Regions from separate parts of the Capra hircus genome. Here region 2 is linked to region 1. Evidence: chromatin contacts called from public Hi-C data. All regions are on one chromosome and are shown on one strand. Each heading gives the region's core, a stretch centred on a gene start, on an enhancer-like site or on the middle of the called end of the contact. The rest is flanking DNA. Distances are from core to core; before and after follow the strand shown.

Region 1 (2,700 bases), core at 76-2,575:
TTTTCCTTCTTAAAGGCCGAGGAGATGCAGATTGAGATAAAGTAAACAAGACACTTAAAAATAGAATGCTTTTTCAGACTTTCTAGTTTATTGTATTCTAGAAAAATGATTTTTAAAACACACAACTAACTTACTGTAGTCTTCCGTTAAGTTAGAATTATGTGTGAATTCACTGAAGAGGATTTGAGTAAAGAACTGCAAACTGTAGTTCTTAAAAGATTTCTAGAAAGAAAAATTTTTTAAAAGATGAGGGCAGGTGACACAACCTGAAGCTGCCTCCAGTACTGGTGCTAAGAAGATTCCCAACCTGGTACCTTATAGATTTTTTTAAAAACAGTGTGAAGATATTGACCGTGGCTAGGGCCACCTACCTGTACAAAACTTTAAAAATACAGCAGGCGCTAAAATGTGACACCAGAAATCATGATGTGTGCATAGCTAGTCACCTTGCTTTGCCACCGACACTGCAGAGCGGACCAGCAGCCTCTCAAGGGTAGTGTATGTAAATACAGCTTCAATATGCAAATACTCCTAATGATTTCCGATTAATAGCTTTATTATAATAGCCCTTCCCAGTGTTAGAGAAGGAACCCAGGAAGGGTCCCGCGCGTCTCGAGCTCCTTAGCGATCAGCACAGTTATCCAGTAAGTACTCACTTCACAGTTTACTATACTGTCTTCTGCGTTGCTCCGGGTTGCACGATCCCACACTTAAACCTGTCGTTGAAATGCGCGCGCGTGGGTGTTTTGGGGTTTGTTTTCATAAAGCTTTTCCTGATCTTAAGAGGCCGATCTCAATCTACAAACATCAGTTGTGGATGGCAAAGTTATTTGCGTTTTCCCTTTTTTCGGAAATGCTTTCCATAACGTCTTGATGACTTTCCGGGAGGAGCGGGGAACCGTGGTGGCTTTCCCCTTCTGCCCTGCAGACTCCGCGGGGGTGCTGTGATCTTAGTGATGCTGAAAGCTTGGAGGAGTAGCAGCCTCCGTCGGGGGGCACCTTTAGGGGGAGGGTCCCGCCTAGTGATCGGGATTGGGATTGGGGTGCCCACTTACGGTCCCGGGGTGTCCCCGCCCCCACCGCGTCCGCGCCCCGCTGCTCCCGTCGCTCGGCCGTCCCCCGGTCCCTGCCCACCCCCAGGTCCCCCTGGGCCCGGCGCTCACAGTACTCTATTTACCACCTCAGCTGGGCTGGCGCCCGTTCCGCCCACCCCCACGGCGATTGGCTGCGAACGCGGAAGGACGGAGCTCTCCCCTCGCGCCCGCACCTGCCAATGGGCGCGCCCGCCCGGCCTGATGGACGCGCCGCCTTCCACCAATGGGGTCGCGGGGAAGCCGGGTCGTGTGGCCCCGGCGAGCGCGTATAAAAGCCGCCGGGCCGGGCTCTCCGCTTCATTCTGAGCCGAGCGCGGTGCCGAGCGCGACGACCTTCGCAGGAGGCGGCGGCAGCGGCGGCGGCGGCGGCGGCGGCCTGAGCTTCGGGGCAGCCCGCTTCCCTCCTCCCAATCGCTTCGCTTCCCTTCCCCGCGATCAGCATGAAAGCCTTCAGTCCAGTGAGGTCCGTTAGGAAAAACAGCCTTTCGGACCACGGCCTGGGCATCTCCCGGAGCAAAACCCCAGTGGACGACCCGATGAGCCTGCTGTACAACATGAACGACTGCTACTCCAAGCTCAAGGAGCTGGTGCCCAGCATCCCGCAAAACAAGAAGGTGAGCAAGATGGAAATCCTGCAGCACGTCATCGACTACATCTTGGACTTGCAGATCGCTCTAGACTCGCACCCCACCATCGTTAGCCTGCACCACCAGCGACCCGGGCAGAGCCAGGCGTCCAGGACGCCGCTCACCACCCTCAACACCGACATCAGCATCCTGTCCTTGCAGGTAAGACCCGCTCCCCCCAGCGATGCTCGGGTAGAGCCGGTGTCAGGCGGCGGGCCCTAGTCGCTGACTTACAGACGGGCTAATAACTTTATCACTGTCCCTGTTAACAGTCATTAAAAAAAAACAAAAACAAATCTGCTGTGGAAGGAGTCGTGTGCGTGAAATTGTTATGACATGTGAATGCCTCTAAATCTGAATTCATAAACGTGGGTTTTTGGAACTTGCTGTTCAAAATTAAACTATTTTTTTTTTAAGAGGTTCTTTCTCCTTAAGGTTGTCTAACGTCTTGTGCCTTTCCCCCCCCCCCCTTTCTCTCGCAGGCTTCTGAATTCCCTTCTGAATTAATGTCAAATGACAGCAAAGCGCTCTGTGGCTGAATAAATGGTGAGTGTCTGCTTGTGTCCCCCGTTGGTGAACTGGCGCTTGGAGTGTGTGTGCGCGCGCGTGGGTACTTGCGTATCTGTAAAATTTGGGGGTTTGGTAAATGAACGTGTACTTCGTTGTGTTGCACGTAGTACATTGTTTACGCGTACTAGACATGAAGAGCCATCTAGCTCCTGTTACTCAAAATCCCAGAACGTTTTCTTTAAAAAAAAAAAAGAAAAGAAAAAATCAATGCCTGTAACTTACTCCCAAGGTGGTGAAGGAGAATACGTACTGGCTTCTTGTGCGCCTGTAACATGCCCCGGCTGTTTTCTGCTATTGCTCTGGTACTATGAGGTACTAACCTCCATATAATTAATCTTATCACCGCAAATTCCATAGGGATCCTCCTTCCCCAAAACTCCAGCCCCCTGGGATCGGCTAGTTGAGCATTG
Region 2 (2,700 bases), core at 8-2,507, 1.0 Mb before region 1:
CAGTCTGGCCTCCTGGCGCCAGGGATCCCGAAGGCTGCAGACCCCCGGCAGGAGGGATAGAAGCAGTTCCTGGCCCAGAGCTCGCTGCCCTCTCTCCGGAACTGTTTTTTCTCCGCCGCTCTCTGAAAGCCTTATTGATTGCTCAAAGTGAACTGCCTCAGCCCACGGTTTCCTCAACCCCCAGAGCAGCTTGCATTTCCTCTGACGTGGCCTCTGTCCTCTCCCCTCCCCCAGGAGGCCTGGGGTTTTTACATTTCAAATCCTTGACAGCTGGGTGAACTTCTGCTTCCGCCAGAAGAAGGACCCTTTGCTGTTCACAATGGCCGGCCAGTGGCACCGGGGCTATTTTATCTCCAGCTGTGAGAGAGGCTTTTTCAAACGGCCGGGAGAAGCTGCTGTCCAGCTGCGGCACCTCGCCCTCTCGCGGGGCTCTGCATGTTAATCAGCGGCCTCTCACTGCGGCGTTTGTGGGGCGGTGGCAGGTGCGCGCCTTCCCCCAGCCGCCCGAGCATCCCCGGAGGCCTTCCGCTCAGGCAGGTGAGCCCAGGCGTGACGTCATCGCAGGTGTGAGCTCCACGCGCCTGAGCGCGGCCAGGTCCATCTTGGTGCCCTCAGGTGTCCCAACCCACGTCTCTGCTCTGAGTCAGCTCTAAGGTGTAGGGCTTCTCACATGGTGCATAAAGCCAGAATCCTGGACACACTGGAGAAATACACACGAGACACTCGGAAGGTGACAAACAAACCTGGACAAACCCAAGTGCATGCCCTGATTCTGTCCGCTGGCTGGATGACTTCCGGGAGCACCCAGCTTCTCCCCACTTCTCCCCACTCAGCTTCACACCCACTATGCATTCCCTGCCCAGCGCCTTTGCTCAGCCCAGTCCCTGGTTTGGAAAACTTTCTGCATCCATACAACTGTCCCCGTCTGTTGAATCTCATTCATCTTTAGAATCCTGGCTTAACTGGCTGTGCTTTCCAAACTTTTCCCAAACTTTCTGGGTAGCCATGGTGCTTCTCCAGGGTATTTTGCTTCTCTTTAATATAAATAGCAAGGATTCATAATCATTGAGTTTTTACTAAGTATCAAGTGCCAGTGTCTTTCAGGTCCATCCATCTCCTAGTCCTCTCAACATAGGGCTTGGTTTGAATCATTATTTTACACACAGAACCAAGGCACAGAGACCTGCCTATGTTGGCTGGGCACTGGCAAGGCCTCCGTAGGTATGGGGCGGTGGCAGGTGCGCGCCTTCCCCCAGCCGCCCGAGCATCCCCCGAGGCCTTCCGCTCAGGCAGGTGAGCCCAGGCGTGACGTCATCGCAGGTGTGCGCTCCATGCGCCTGAGCGTGGCCAGGTCCATCGTGGTGCCCTCAGGTGTCCCAACCCACGACTCTGCTCTGAGTCAGCCCTAAGGTATAGGGACGACCCCACTGCATTATCGAGTGCGACTGCCCCTCATGCAGCTGAAGATACCTCCCTCCTAGTCCTGGATCTCCCTGAGGACTGGGTCCTGGTGACATTCATCTTTGTGTGCTCTGCAGTGCCTACCCTTGTAGACATGGAAGAATACATGGGCCCGAGAGAGAGTGGCACCCATACCACACCCGGAACTATAGTCCAAGCTTCTGTGTCAAGTATCTGTGGATGCCACCCAACCATCCAGCAAGAAGCGTTTTGGCATCTCCACCCTGAATATTCATTAAAAGGAGTGATGCTGAAGCTGAAGCTCCAATACTTTGGCCACATGATGTGAAAGGCCAACTCACTGGAAAAGGCAGGAGAAAGGGGCAACAGAGGATCAGATGGTTGGATAGCATCACTGACTCAATGGACAGGAATTTGAGCAAACTCCAGGATATAGTGAAGGACAAGGAAGCCTGGCATGTTGCAGACCATGGGGTCACAAAGAGATGAACACAGCTGAGCAACTGAGTAACGGCAACAAATATGTGGGTTGGACTGGACAGTAGGAAGGAAATGTGTTAAAGCCTCTTTTCCTTGCACTTGTAACAAATACAGTTGCTCTTAAGTACAAATAAAGTATGTTCTACACAGAAACAATTATAATCTATAAGCTATTAGTACTAGTGAAAGACTTCATATATTGATTGAATAAATATATATTCAGTGTGAGAGTGGTTATAGTGGGTATCCCAGGTACAGCAATGAGTAACACAGAAAGTGCTGCCCTTGTGGGATCAGTCTTTAATTTAAAATATATTTATAATTTATCTGATGATGATAAATGATCTAGAGAACTATGAAGCCTAACAAATTGAATTATATATTTTAAAAAATGTATGTGGTGGATAGAGAAAGCCTCCCATCTGCGTAGAGCCTTGAAGGAAATATGGGAACCAGTGGACACGTGGGGAAGATCCTTCTAGTTTGGGAGGACATGAGTGTGAGTGGCCTGAGGGGTTTAGTATCGGTGTACCTGGTGTGCTGATCACAGCAAAGAAAAAAGTGAAGCCACAGGAACCAATGCAAGTACAACACCTGATGAGATGGAGGCAATAACGTGGGGCCAGATCGCGTAATACCTTGGAGCTCCTTGAAAGGTTTGGCTTTTACTCTGAGTGAGATGGAGGCAACCAGAGGGTTTGGAATATCCTACAATTCATCTTATAGAATTACCTTGTCTTCTTTCCTAAAAATACAGGGTGGTCAGTGCAGAAGCAAGGAATCAGTTAGGAGGTTAGG

What was found. A called contact is a pair of places that touch in the nucleus more often than the background predicts.
Region 2: a Hi-C map of blood shows a contact between it and region 1, with 4 times the contacts expected there. The contact joins the enhancer-like site here to the promoter of ID2 in region 1. A contact is called at or near these places in 2 of 5 Hi-C or Micro-C datasets (both in blood).

What each region holds. Positions count from the first base shown.
Region 1 is chr11:88,212,761-88,215,460 of ARS1.2, reverse strand. ID2 (DNA-binding protein inhibitor ID-2) reads left to right here and starts at 1,325. Exons shown (of 3, transcript XM_005687031.3): 1 at 1,325-1,882; 2 at 2,203-2,266. The coding sequence starts at 1,535. The coding sequence ends at 2,259.
Region 2 is chr11:89,251,613-89,254,312 of ARS1.2, reverse strand. No RefSeq gene overlaps it. Among named protein-coding and RNA genes, the nearest start is that of RNF144A, 380 kb to the left of the region's middle. Within about 2 kb of position 1,257, at least 2 of the 5 cell types and tissues checked have an H3K27ac peak or open chromatin away from gene starts, as enhancers often do.